Regions from separate parts of the Mus musculus genome. Here region 1 is linked to region 2. A link is a contact called in public HiChIP or PLAC-seq data. All regions are on one chromosome and are shown on one strand. Each heading gives the region's core, a stretch centred on a gene start, on an enhancer-like site or on the middle of the called end of the contact. The rest is flanking DNA. Distances are from core to core; before and after follow the strand shown.

Evidence for each region. HiChIP or PLAC-seq counts read pairs in DNA pulled down with a chosen protein or histone mark.
Region 1: an HNF4G HiChIP or PLAC-seq map of pancreatic cancer cells shows a contact between it and region 2. The contact joins two enhancer-like sites. A contact is called at or near these places in 2 of 115 datasets of contacts at active chromatin or transcription factors (embryonic basal ganglia and pancreatic cancer cells) and 1 of 9 other capture datasets (embryonic stem cells).

What each region holds. Positions count from the first base shown.
Region 1 is chr17:30,549,427-30,556,240 of GRCm38.p6, forward strand. The region is part of intron 1 of Btbd9 (BTB (POZ) domain containing 9); the gene reads right to left. Among named protein-coding and RNA genes, the nearest start is that of Btbd9, 23 kb to the right of the region's middle. RefSeq lists an enhancer at 1-3,124. Within about 2 kb of position 1,500, at least 60 of the 459 cell types and tissues checked have an H3K27ac peak or open chromatin away from gene starts, as enhancers often do. A contact at or near this core is called in pancreatic cancer cells, where this site is marked.
Region 2 is chr17:29,931,744-29,939,033 of GRCm38.p6, forward strand. No RefSeq gene overlaps it. Among named protein-coding and RNA genes, the nearest start is that of Gm41559, 45 kb to the left of the region's middle. Within about 2 kb of position 2,673, at least 18 of the 459 cell types and tissues checked have an H3K27ac peak or open chromatin away from gene starts, as enhancers often do. A contact at or near this core is called in pancreatic cancer cells, where this site is marked.

The DNA.
Region 1 (6,814 bases), core at 250-2,749, 620 kb after region 2:
AATCCTTGGGAGGCAAGAACAACCTGCTTCCTGCAAATTTAATGAAGTATAAAACAGGTGCCCCACCTTGTCGGGTCTCAGGGCGTGAATATAAAATCCCAACTCAGCTGCACAAGATGGAGCCTGTCAACATTCACCCTCGAGAAGAGCAGGGCTCAGAAGGCCCACCCTTCCAAGCACTTACAGGCAGGGATGTAATAGTAGGGGGAGGGCTCTGGAGGCGCCACTGTCCTCCATGAGTAGAGGCAGCTAATGACTCCTAGGAAAGGAGACATTTCCTCAATGCTAGGCCCACTGGTAAGTTACCCACACTCCTATAAACAACCCTAATTAAACTCACTGGTTTGCAAAACAAAACCACAGGAGGTAGAAGCATACTGGGAGCCGGATCCTGGGGAGTTGCAGCGGGACTAGAAAGGGCAAGTGGGGGTGGGTATGTTGCATATCATATGCAAACTATATGATATGCATATATGAGTATGTCACGATGTAGGTGATTATGTGTATGTGAATAAAACAGACATAAGTAATTTAAATATCTCCATTATTTAAACTAAATGCTTTAATTACAAAGTTTTCCTTGGGGCTGGAGGGAAGTTAAGAGCACTTTGGCTCTTGGAGAGGACTGACCGGCTACCAAAGGCCTCATTGGGCAGCTCACAACCACGTGGAACTCTAGCTCCAGGCAACCCAATGCCCTCCTTTGACCTCTGTGGCTTATCTGTGCACATCCACAAGATATATTCACAAAGGCACACGCACACAAATATTTTTTTAAGTGAAAGGGGAATATGGTTTCCTTTCCTCTAGTCTCAGTCAGCCCCAATTACTAGTGGCTACTTCCCAGCTTTCTTTTCAAATAGGGTTAAGCACAGCAAAGCACTGTGCTGTGCAGAGTTCCCCACTGTTCTCAGGCTAGACACACTGCAGTACAGGGAGCGCAGTGCAGCCCTCAGAGCCCACACAGCTCAGCCACAGCACTGCAGCACCTCACCACCAAACAAAACTCCCGCTCTCCTGTTCGTGGGGACAGAAACCACTGGTCCTCTTCCTAACCCTTCGGTGCCATTTACTTTGGAGGAGCCTGTGTGCTTCTTTCTAGTGGGCTGAGGCCTCTGGGAGAAACTGAAAGAATGAAAATTGAGAAGGAAGCCATTCACAGGGCTCAGTTCCAGGGATATCTGCTTCTCAACTAGCACTCACGAACTGGTGAAGGCTCACCACACTCTGAGCTAAGCACAGCACAGCCACAGGAGACTCTGAAAGAGGAGGTGACAGTGACTCCTGAATACCAAGAATTCCTCTCTCTTCACTGTGTAGGTTACCCAGAGCTCATACATCAGAAGATAAGTAACTATCCTTCCCCATGACCTCCCTCCACTGTATATTTCACTGTATATTTCAGTATAAGGCATTCACAGTTCCTGGAGTTGTCAAGTCTTTTCCCTAGAAACTGCTGGAGTGGTGGGTGGCCCACAAGTGCCTCTCTACTCTGAAGGTGTCTATGGAATGCAGCCAGAGCAAACAAAGCATACTGAGTAATTCCCTGTTTGGAACGGGAAAGGCACCTCACAACTTCAGGATGATATGAGAGCAAACTTCTCCACTGGTACCCCAACTCCACCTAAACCCCAGTCAGAAAAGAGGAGCTGGAGTTGGGGGGGGGGGCTTTTTTTTTTCAATGCCTCTTCTGCTGGCTGACTCCTCTACAGACTAATGTCTGACTCCTGTCCTCTGAAGCTGCAGTGACAGTGGCCTTATAACAACACACATGGCTACTGAGCTAGTCCTGTGGCTAGTCCAAAGAAAACCACTGTCAAAGCTGGAAATACACATCATATTGCAAAGACTCAGCACTGCACTTCACTCAGCAGATGGGAAAACACTATTCTAGATCTGAGGACTCATCAGTCACTTCCCCGGCTCCCTGTACTTTCTCCTTCACATGGTTCCTGGGCTTTTGCAAGTGCACACAGGGCAGCATCCATCACACCTCTGGAGGCAGCGGGGCTTTAGAACAGGGCATCAGAGGATATCGAAAGTGATGGTGCACGCCTTTAATCCCAGCACTCGGGAGGCAGAGGCAGGCAGATTTCTGAGTTCGAGGCCAGCCTGCGAAAAAAACAAACAGAAAGAAAGAAAGAAAGAAAGAAAGAAAGAAAGAAAGAAAAAAATTTACACTGCCTGGGTTCAAGCCTTGGCAGCACCATTTAATAGGCTGTAGCTTTGGACATATTAGTTAACATCCTCCCAAACTACACTTTTTAAATATTCTTTATAAAGAATTATTATGTCTGTGTATGGGGGAGGGGCAAACGAGTCACAGCATATGGGAGTGGAAGTCAGATAACTCTTTGGGGTCCCTTGGGCTCCAGGGATCTAACAGAGGTTGTCAAGCCTGGGTGACAAGCACTTTACCTGCTGTGAACCATCTCACTGGCCTAAACTTCCCTTTTGTCTTCTACACAATGTAAGTAATAGAGAAACACTACTGTCCTGCATGCAAGGAAACCTCACCCATTTACTACAGTTATGACCACCGCCACCCACCACCAGTACACATGAAAAAAAGGACAGAGCTAACAGGAGCTGGAAAGATGGAAGAAGGGTAGCAACCGTGGCAACTCCAGAGCTGACGCTCTGATTAGTGCCAAAGAGATACAGTGGAAAGGCCCATGTTGGCATATAAAGAACTAAAGAGACTGAAATCAGAGCCACAGACACAAGCTCTATGGAAAAGTCCTGTGTTCGATTTCGATTCACCATCCTCAGTGTTCCCACATAACTCAGAAAACATGACTACACAGGGGCAGAGGAACCAACTGCTGTCCACAGTTGTGTAGGGGCATTAGCTAGGGCTCTGGGCAACCTAGCGACTACACTTGAAGTCTTCTGAACTCCATTCCACCTATCAATGTTCACAGCTCCTACCATGCATACTGCCAAGGAATGGAAACGATCATGCCCCTACATAGGCACTGATTTCGCTGGCCCTAGCCCAGCCTCCTCACGTGTTCAACCCACAGTGGAAGCCAGGATGTGGTACTGCTGGGTTTCTAAGATGCCATCCACTGTCTCCTGTTACCACTGCAGGCATTAGCAGCCAGAGAACTCGTGGACTCCAATTTAGGAGAATAATCGTTGAATGCCTGCTATCTGTTACCCGTTTCTTTTTAGATTATTATATTTATTAATGGGAGGAGTCGGGGACAATTTTCAAGAGCAGGTTCTCCTTCCACTTGTGGCCTCGGGGATCAAGCTCATCGGGTTCAACGGCAATGAGCAAAGCTTCCCCACACCACACCACCCTGCCAGCTCAATCTCATTTCTTTTTCTATCATGTTGGAAGCGGATCTTTGAAGATTCACATTAGCATTATATTTTTACTATATCCTTTTTTAAAATGGACTTGAGGCTGGAAAACCTCACAACTTCCATTTTTTCATGATCCTCCTCAATTATCAGTTATTAAGCAAGTCCTCTCAGGACACATGGCATTATTCCTTGAAATTAATTTTCACAATTACATAGACCTGTACTGGCTGCTAATTCATTTTCAGCTCAAATTCTTCAGATGGAGGCTGAGTCACCATCATCTGGTGGCTCATTACACATGCTATAAAATATTTCACCCCAGCTGTGAAGTTGGCCACAATAAATATGTTTTGTTGCCCTAATTGAGATTTATGATAATATAATAATGTAATTTTAAAGGCCACATGCCAAAGTACTTCCTAAATCAATAAAAAGACTAAGCACTTAACCTATAACACACTAATGTTACATAACACACAATCCTGCAGGTGGCTCTCTGCCCATGTGCACAGGGCCAGTAACAACTCATCAAAGACCTGTCATCAAATCTATTTACTTGATTTATTTTACACTAGTTTTCTAAGGCCGCATACATAATGGAAATTCACTCTGTGATGGGAAAATAAATTATTGAGTCTGCACAACCTGACAATGTTACTATTAAGTTATTAATTCACTGAAAAGGGAAAAATTCTCTTATTTAATTCAAACAAAATAAAAACACACTGATAACTGGGAAATAATCATAGCAAAGGTTCTAGGGGGAAAAGTGTGCTAGGGAGAAGATTATTGGAAAATGCTGGATCCCTCACTACACCCACATAAAGCCAGGCTTGGCAGTGCACCCCTATAAACCCAGTACTGGGGATGGGGCGCACAGATGAATAGACGCCTGAGACTCACTAGAGAGCTGGCTTAGTACTGAACAGTGAGCTCTAGGTTCAAAGACTGTTCGAAACAGTAGCTCTCTGCCTGTGGGTCATGTGATCCCTTTGGGGTTGCATATCTAGTATTTACATTATTATTCACAACAGTAACAAAATTACACTTCTGAACTAGCAATGAAAATAATGTTATAGTTGGGGTCACCACACCATGAGGAACTGTATTAAAGGGTCACACAGTGTTAAGGTCAAGAACTACTGCTGAGAGTGATAGACTAAAATATATGAAGTCACCCTTTGGCTTCCATGCAGGCCTGTGCGTGCGCTCACGTGCACGTGCACACACACACACACACACACACACCCCACAGTTGTTTTTATTTATTTATGTATTTGTTTTTATTTATTTATCTATTTATTTTTTATTTGGTTTTTCGAGACAGGGTTTCTTTGTATAGCCCTGGCTGTCCTGGAACTCACTTTGTAGACCAGGCTGGCCTCGAACTCAGAAATCTGCCTGCCTCTGCCTCCCAAGTGCTGGGATCAAAGGCAAGCGACACCACGCCCAAATGTTTTTATTTTTAAGCAACTTAAAAAAAAAAATAGAGAGAGAGATGTCCAAGTCCACAACTCCTCAAAGGATAAACCTGGAATATGGGAAGGAAGAAGTTCTAGAAATCTCATTTCCCAACTTTTCTGAATTTTTCTGCAGCACTGACTCTGTAGATCACACCTTGTTAAAATGTTCTACTCCTCCTGACCTCTGTGACACTCCCCTCTTGTTTCTTCTCTCCTGTCACTATTTCCTCTCTTAGAGCTCTGTTCTGCAGAGTGGCCTGTCCTCCAGAACTTTCAACCTCTCTCGAGCTCAGGCCTCCCTTCTGAATCTGACTCCTCTGTACACGTTCACATGGCTGCAGCACAATCCCAGCACACACCCCTCCTGGCACCACAATCACTACTCAACACTGAACTCATCTCTTTTTTTTTTTTTTTACTTTTTATTAGGTATTTTCCTCACTTACATTTCCAATGCTATCCCAAAAGTCCCCCATACCCTCCCACCCACTCCCCTACCCACCCACTCCCACTTTTTGGCCCTGACATTCCCCTGTACTGGGGCATATAAAGTTTGCAAGTCCAATGGGCCTCTCTTTCTAGTGATGGCCGGCTAGGCCATCTTTTGATACATATGCAGCTAGAGTCAAGAGCTCCGGGTACTGGTTAGTTCATAATGTTGTTCTACCTATAGGGTTGCAGATCCCTTTAGCTCCTTGGGTACTTTCTCTAGCTCCTCCATTGGGGGCCCTGTGATCCATCCAATAGCTGACTGTGAGCATAACTTCTGTGTTTGCTAGGCCCCGGCCTAGTCTCTAAACTCATCTCTTAATAGAGGGCATTTGCCTGCAGTGGCCTTCTTCCTAACACCCAGTGCAACCACAAAGTAAGTCCTGTAAGAACCCTCTGATAACTAGCCTCCCTGGTCCCACAGCACCTCCTAATTAGTTCTGAGTTACTCACTAGATATGTGTGTCCTCACCCATCCGCCACTGTGGTGGAGAGCATTGCTAACTGCATTAGCTGTGGAAGTGTATTGCCAAAGACTGAAGAACCCTAAATGTGGGGCAGTACCATCCCATGGTCAAGGTCTGGGAATGTATAAAAAATGGGATTCTCTGCCTCCATACCAGACTACACCCTCAAACTATGAGCCAAATTAACAACTTCTCTCCTTAAATAGCTTTTTGTTCAATATTAGTCATAGCAACACATCTACTTTATAACATTTAGTCAGATTTCAAACATCTCTCATCGAGACTGCTTCAATGGCTTCCCAACTATCTTCTTGCATTCTATTTTACTCTCAAGCCTGATTCTACTTTGCAGAATAATCAACGTAAAATGAAGATTAACTGTGTTATTCCTCTGCTTGACACTTCCCTAACAATTCTCCAATTAAAAAGCTCTGGAGTGGAGCAGCCTGTGCTGCTTCCCCTATGATTAGCCCACAGGACTAAAGCAGAGCTAACAGTGCCCGGTACTGAATTCCAATGGCTCCCTACAGTGCATGTATTTGAGTGCTTGATCCAAATGCTGGTAAACTGTTTGGGAGGATTAGGGGTTGTGACCTTGGAAGAAGTTGTCACTGGCTTTTAGATCTGTGCATGTTCCTACTCTCTCATCCCTCTCTCCCATCCCCCACTCTCACCTGTGGATCAGACCTGAGCTTTCTCTACTACTGCTCCCCACCATGGTGATCATGGACTCACCCTCTGAAACTGTAAGCCCAACAAACTCTTCTCTAAGTCACAGCGTGTTTGTGCAGCAAGGAATGAAGCATCCCACACAGCTGCTGGGACGGAGCCCCCACCCTAGCCGTCCCCAGCCTATATACCCTTGCCCCCTCCCAGAGGGTATGAGCAATTAAGACAGGTGATAGGGAGCAGCTTGCGTGAGGGTGTCATAACCTTAACCCTCCATGAGAAGATGCAGAGTCAACAAGCCCAGCTGAGATGATGCTTTTACAAGCAGGCACAACTCCTCAGTACTCAAGCCAACGCTCCTACCCCTCCCTCTGGCTTATATCCTCTTTGCACCCCCTCTTCTACAAGAGT
Region 2 (7,290 bases), core at 1,423-3,922:
TCTCTAGAATTCTGTCTATCTGGAACATTCCTCTCTTCCCCCAACGCCTATGGTAGCAGAACCCTCCGTTCTCTCCATGAAGGCTCTCCGGCCATCCATCCGTGTGCTAGGCCAGCCCTGTGGAGAAAGCCTATCTCTTGGGCAGCACCACCAATGATGGGTGTCAGTTGACCGACCAGAGGATGAAGAACTTAGCTACCTCCCTGACCACCTAGGGCATCATTGATGCATATTCTGTAGTCTCCCTTCAAACCTCCCTAGGAGATAAAGCCCAAATACCTACCTGCTACTGCTAACTTTCTTCCTATTGTTTTTCCTCCCCTGCCTTCTCCCATGATGATTAGTCATGAGATTACTGAGACTAACTTGAGAGACATGCAGGAAATTACCACAGTACACCACTGGGTGCCTGTGAGGGCTCTGTGCTAACCAGTAATTTTTTTTTAATTTTTAATTTTATGTATGTGAATACACTGTCACTGTCCTCAGACACACCAGAAGAGGGCATCAGATCCCATTACAGATGGTTGTGAGCCACCATGTGGTTGCTGGGAATTGAACTCAGGACCTCTGGAAGACTAGTCAGTGCTCTTAACTACTGAGCCATCTCTCCAACCTGCTAACCAGTAATTTAAGCCACTGGCCTATTTGAAGTTTACTAGACTGGGCCACTGAGATGGCTAGGCAGGTAAGGGAGCTTGCTGCAAAGCCTGGCAACCTGAGTTTGATCCCCCAGGATCCACAGGATGGAAGGAGAGAGCCAACTCCAAGAAGATGTCCTCCGACCACCACACATACGCTATGGCTTGTACGCACTGTTCACACACACAATAAATAGATTAATTAATTAAAACATTCCTTAAGCTGGGCAGTGGTGGCACACGCCTTTAATCCCAGCACTTGGGAGGCAGAGGCAGGTGGATTTCTGAGTTTGAGGCCAGCCTGGTCTACAAAGTGAGTTCCAAGACAGCCAGAGCTATACAAAGAAACCCCGGTCTCAAAAAACCAAAAAAAACCAAAACAAACCAAAACCAAAAAATCTTTAAATTGAAAAGGCTATCGGGAGGGGTGTGGCTGTGGGAGGTGGGGTATCCCTGAGGGTGTGCCTTTGAGGGGTACATCCTTCCTGTTTGTCCCTCTGATGACCATGAAAGGAATCCCTCTGCTTCACACTTGATATTCTGCCTCAGCACAAGCCCAGGAATGCTGAGTCAGCCAACTGGGGATGGACACTCTGAAGCTGAGCGTGATACATCTTTCCTCCTCTAAGGGGTTGGTCTCCGGTCTCTTGTCACAACCGAGAGACAGGAACTGACACGTGCTGCCACAGTCTCTGGGACCCTCCTAAGTCAAGCACGTACCCCCATCTTCTTATCTTAGGGTTTGGTCTGTCTCTGTGTGAGACTGCATTGCATCAAGACATCAGTTCATCTTTGATTCTCAGCTCGACTTGCTCTCCACCCAGTAGCCTTCCCTCTCCCTCCCTGGGCTGCAGGCGACACTACCGACATTGACTTGGCACCAGCACCGTGAGCTTTGTCTCTCACATATTGGTGTCCAGCTTTCCCTGCTAGATAGGAGCCTCTGGAGGACAGGGAGATTGCTTTGAATTATCTCTGGGATCCCCGAGTCCAGCACAGTGCCTGGCACACAATCACTACTTACTGAATAATTAATGGGATGAATGAAGCGAACAAATTAAATGTTCTTGTCAATTACAAGGATGTAGATCTTTTCTTCCCGGGGAGAAAGAGAGAGGTGAGGAAGAGCAGTGGGAGGAAAAAACAACTTGGCTTAGCTTTGTTTTGCAGGGAATATAAAGCATTTCATCGATCTGCCTTTTAAATTAAGAACAGGAAACAGGAAAGCCATTCAATAAATAAAACATAATAAAAACACCTCAGTCCCACAGTATCGCTAATTAAGGGGGACAGAGAGAACAAAGGGGGAGAGAGGAGGAGAAATGAGAGACGCTGAACAAGGATGAAGGGCAGCAAGACAGACAAGGAGATGCAGAGAGGCTACAGGAGGCTGTGGGGCCACTGGGGTATGGCAAGAGGAGACCGCAGTGTGATGGTCCCAGCAGGCTCTGGGAAACAGGGGAAGGCAGTGTAGATGGAGGAGAATTCCCTGCCAACAATTGGACACCCAGAAGTGAACATTCCTTCTGCAGAAGGAGAGAGGCAAAGACACTTATGGAGTCTGTGGATGGAGGGGAAATCCCTATGGCTGATCCGGACCTGTGTGTGTGTGTACGGGGAGGGGAGGGATCTCTGAAGTTGAAGCAAGTGAGGCTGGAGGACTGGGGAGATGGCTCAATGGTTAAAACCAGTGGCTACTCTTGCAGAGGACCCAGGTTCAGTTCCAAATGCTACCACATGGCAACTCACAATCATCTGTAGCTCCGGTACCAGAAGTCCTTCTCACGCCGTCTTCTGACATCCCTTCCGACACAGTGCACATACACAACACGCAAACAAAACACATACACGTGTAAAATAAGATAAATACATCTTCCTTTTAAAAAGACAAGGAAACTGGCGAGAGGAAGTGAGTCACGGGTCGATCAGGCACCTGCATTAGTCATTTAGTCACACAGATCAAGGGCTTCATGTGGCTGGGTATGTTTCAGGGCTGTGGCAACTCTATAGAGCGGGCAAGTATAAGAGAACAAGGCTCAGAGGAGCAGAGGAAATTTCCCAGCTTGTCACACCGGTGTCATCTGATCCCAGACCCCATGCCCTCTGTGTCCCTGTGGAAAAGCCACATGGGGAAAGGTAGTAACAGTTATGGAGAACATTAGTCATAAGCCCTCCCCTTTATTGTCAATTTGGTGGCATCAAGAATCACCTAGGAGATGGGCTTCTGGCCGTAGCTGTGAGGGAGGGGCTATCTTGTCCAAGTTAACCAATGTGGGAAGATCTGCCCACTGTGGGTGGCACCATTCCCTAGGCTGAGACCCTGGACTCTATATAGAAAGAAGTAAGTGTTCTAAGTGCAGAAAATAAACAATAATTGAGTGCTCAGGTGCAAAGGGACACCTGTGTCACACCCCCATCCCAAAGGCTGAAGGATCATCTCAGAGGAAGAGGTGGGGAGGTTGTAAGAGCCAGACATCAGGGAGAACCAGAGCTAAACAGTGTCTGCTGAGCATGGCAGGACCACTACATGCAAAGAACTCGAAGCTCCTGCCGTTACCTGCACAAGAACTATATAAAAATCAAGCCTGTCAACATTCTACCATGGCGTGGGAAGGGATTCTCAGGCTCTCACCCTTAAGCGAGGAGCTGTGGAGAGTCGATGGCTACTACAGGGGTGAAGGCCACAGAGTCATTTTTCTTTAGGGGTGTGACTCCTGGTAAGCTATGTTCCCTCCAGATGTCCCCATATCCAGGAGTATGTTATGTAGGCAGTACAAGTTGGGGTTAATGTGTCATTTTATTATATATATATATTTTTTTGTTTGTTTGTTTGTTTGTTTGTTTTGTTTTTTTGAGACAGGGTTTCTCTGTATAGCTCTGGCTGTCCTGGAACTCACTCTGTAGACCAGCCTGGCCTCAAATTCAGAAATCCACCTGTCTCTGCCTCCCGAGTGCTGGGATTAAAGGCGTGCACCACCATGCCCGGCAATGTGTCATTTTAAAAAGAGGAAATAGGACTGGAGAGATGGCTCAGCACTGATAGCTGCTCTTCCAGATTTCCTGAGTTCAAATCCCAGCAACCACATGGTGGCTCACAACCATCTGTAATGAGATCTCATGCCCTCTTCTGGGGTGTCTGAAGACAGCTACAGTGTGCTTAGATTAAATAAATAAATAAATAAATAAATAAATAAATGACATAAAGTTTGGGGGAGGGAAAGGCGGTGGGGATGAATCTGGAAGGAGTCAGGGAGAAAAATGGGGATGAGTTGTCAAAATATATTACATGAAATGTTCAAAGAGTGGGCTGGTGAGATGGCTCAGTGGGTAAGAGCACCCGACTGCTCTTCTGAAGGTTCGGAGTTCAAGTCCCAGCAACCACATGGTGGCTCACAACCATCGGAAACGAGATCTGACTCCCTCTTCTGGATTGTCTGAAGACAGCTACAGTGTACTTACATATAATAAATAAATGAATCTTTAAAAAAGAAAAAAAATGTTCAAAGAATTATTTTAAATATTTTAAAAGATTTTTTTATTTTTAATCCTGTATATGTGTGTGTGTCTATATATGGGTATGCAGGTTCCCTTAAAGACCAGAGGTGTTGGAGCTCCTGAACCTGGACTTACAGGCAGTTATGAGCTGCCTGGTGTGGGTTCTGGGAACTAAACTCAGGTCCTCTAAAAGAGCAACAAGCACTCTTAACCACTTATCAATATTTCTAGTCTCAAAAAACGGAAAAAAATGTTAAGAGAGAACATGAGCCAAGCACAGGCAGGCATTGTTTTTTGCTTCCTGACTATGGATTCGATGCCATGAGCTGCCTCGTGCTCCTGCTGTCTCGACTTCCCCGACAGGATGGGTTTTATCCCCAGCAGCATGAGATCCCCTAAGCTGCACTGGCTGGGGTGTCTCACCATACATCAGAAGAGCAGCTATGACCCAGAGCAAGAGGAACGGCAGCTCAGGGAGAGCCCTGCAGACAGAGGCAACCTGCCCATTCAAGCTCCTTAGAAATCCTAAGTCTTGATGGTACTGAACTGAGAACCTAGACAGAAGAAGGTGAGATCTCCTACGGGTGGGTCGGGTCTGCCCTTTCCTGTCAGCCTATCACAGGACCTGGAGACTTGTACCTCCCTAACCCAAAGCATCAAGACTCCAGAGCCTGCGTCTTTCTTTTCCTATGTGCTCAGCACCTCAGGTCCTGCTCCAGCCCCCAGGAACCTCTCCCTGCTTTTTCTCCATCTGAGATCCATCTGGGTTTGTCTGGTCACGTGCCAAAGGGAACAGACCTCAAATAGAGGTCTCGGAGAGAAGTTAAAGAGCCTCTACATCCCTCGTGTCTCTAACAGGTTTCCTGAATATCATCCTTTAAAAAATGATGTTTTTACCGGACGTGGTGGCGTATGCCTTTAATCCCAGCACTCGGGAGGCAGAGGCAGGTAGATTTCTGAGTTTGAGGCCAGCCTGGTCTACAAAGTGAATTCCAGGACAGCCAGGGCTATATAGAGAAATCCTGCCTCAAAAACAAAACAAAACAAAACAAAACAAAACACAAAAAAACAAAAACAAAAACAAAAAGATGTTTTTTAATTGGGGAGGGCCATGAACGAGGACATAGAGGGGTTGGAAGGATTTGGTGAATGAGCATCTTAAACCCCAGCCTCAAACCTGCACCAGTGTAACACACAGAACACAGTATACGTAGCGCCACCCACTTCCATGCCACCTGGGTCCTCCCACTCATTCTTTTCCCTTTAAGAGAGTTTGGGCATGCGTGACTCTGTGTGTGTGTGTGTGTGTGTGTGTGTGTGTGTGTGTGTGTGTGTGTGTTTGATTACTGCAAGCTTGTAGGTGCCCACAGATGCCAGAAGAAGGTGTCAAATTTCCTATAATAGAGTTACAGGAAGTTGTGCGTAGCTGTGAGTGCTGGGAACCAAACCCAGGCTCTCTGTGAGAGCGGTTGACTGCTCAGCCATCTCTCCAGCCCTTTTACAATTCATTCTTCGCACAGTCCAGGCTGAGCTTCCAGAATCTCCTGGGACCTCCGCCAGTCCCCACCAGTGGATTTTAATTGCCTGACAAAAGTAATACCAATATTTATAAGGGAACAAACACGGATACCATAAATAAGTACATTACTGACTCATTGAATTAATTAGTGTTTAATTACTCGAAATTGCCATCAGTTACTACCAATTACCCGAACAACGAATGCATTCTTTCTCCATTACAGATGGCAATTTCCAGGGCCAAACCCAGAGACCTGAGCTGTAAGGAGGCGGCCTGAGGCCCATGTCCAGCTCCTGCCCCTCCCCCACTGCCCACTTTGGATTGGCACACCGGCTTTATCACGTATTTATTACAGAACACAAGCACAGGGCTGGGCACCAAGGACACATGTGCAGACTAAAGAGACAAAATGCTTGTCCTTGTAGAACTCACTATCCAGTAGAAGATGAGAAAAAAATAAAAATGCCGGGTGCTTTTAAAAGATGGGAAGCGTTAAATAGCAAAACAGGCAGGAAAAGCAGCTGGCTGCAGAGTCAGGTGGTGATGATAATGTTTCAATAGTGTGCTTAGGAGCAAAGGGTAACAAGGACACTCTCTACTGCCTCCACCTCCCACCCCGCACTCTTCACCCCGCTTCCCTGAGATCTGCGCCCTAGGATGCTGCTTTGCAGGCAAAGCACTGCCTGAACCCCCTGACCTCTGGCTTCTGTGAGTTGGGGTCCTCAGAAAGAGCAGAGACAAGGCTGGTTGCAACCTGTTCTCAAAGTTCTCAGCCCCTGGGTTGCCCTTTCAACATAGCATCTCCCCATTTTATTTATTTAATTTTTTTAAAGATGTATTTTCAATAATGTATAACCATGTGTGTCTAGGTATGGGTATGTACAGATAAGTGAAGTGTTCTTGGAGGCCAGAAGAGGGTGTGGGACTGAGAGTTGGGGTTACATGCAGTGTGACTGCCAAATAAAGATGCTGGTAACTGGACTCAGGTCTACAAGAGTCTTCCCCTCCTTCTCTTCCCTCTCCCTTCCCGCTCCTCCCCCTCTTCCTCTTCCTTTAAAGTTTCTCTGTGGCTGTCCTGGAACTCTGCTGCTCTGTGAGATCTGCCTGCCTCTGCCTCCCGGGTGCTGGGATTAAAGGTGTGCTTCACTTTGCCCAATTTATGCTCTCCCCCTTAAATTGCTTCTTTTTTAAAAGAAATAATTATTTATTTATTATATGTAAGTACACTGTAGCTGTCTTCAGACACTCCAGAAGAGAGCATCAGATTTCGTTACAGATGGTTGTGAGCCACCATGTGGTTGCTGGGATTTGAACTCAGGACTTTTGGAAGAGCAGTTGGCAATCTTAACCGCTGAGCCATCTCACCAGCCCAAATTGCTTCTTGTCAGCTACTTGGTTACAGCATCGAGAGAAGAGACGAATGCATTGGTGATAGAAGCAAGGGCAAACCTATTGATAGATTACAGTGAAAAAAGACAAAGGAATTGTGGGAGGCTTCAAAGTTTCTCACTCGAGCAACTGCAAAAATATACTGGGAAAGGTTTGCGGAGAGCAGCATCTGGGGGTGGGGGTGGGGGGTGATGTAGGATTGAAGTTGAAATTGTTAGAGGCACAGACTAGAACTGAGTCTCGGGT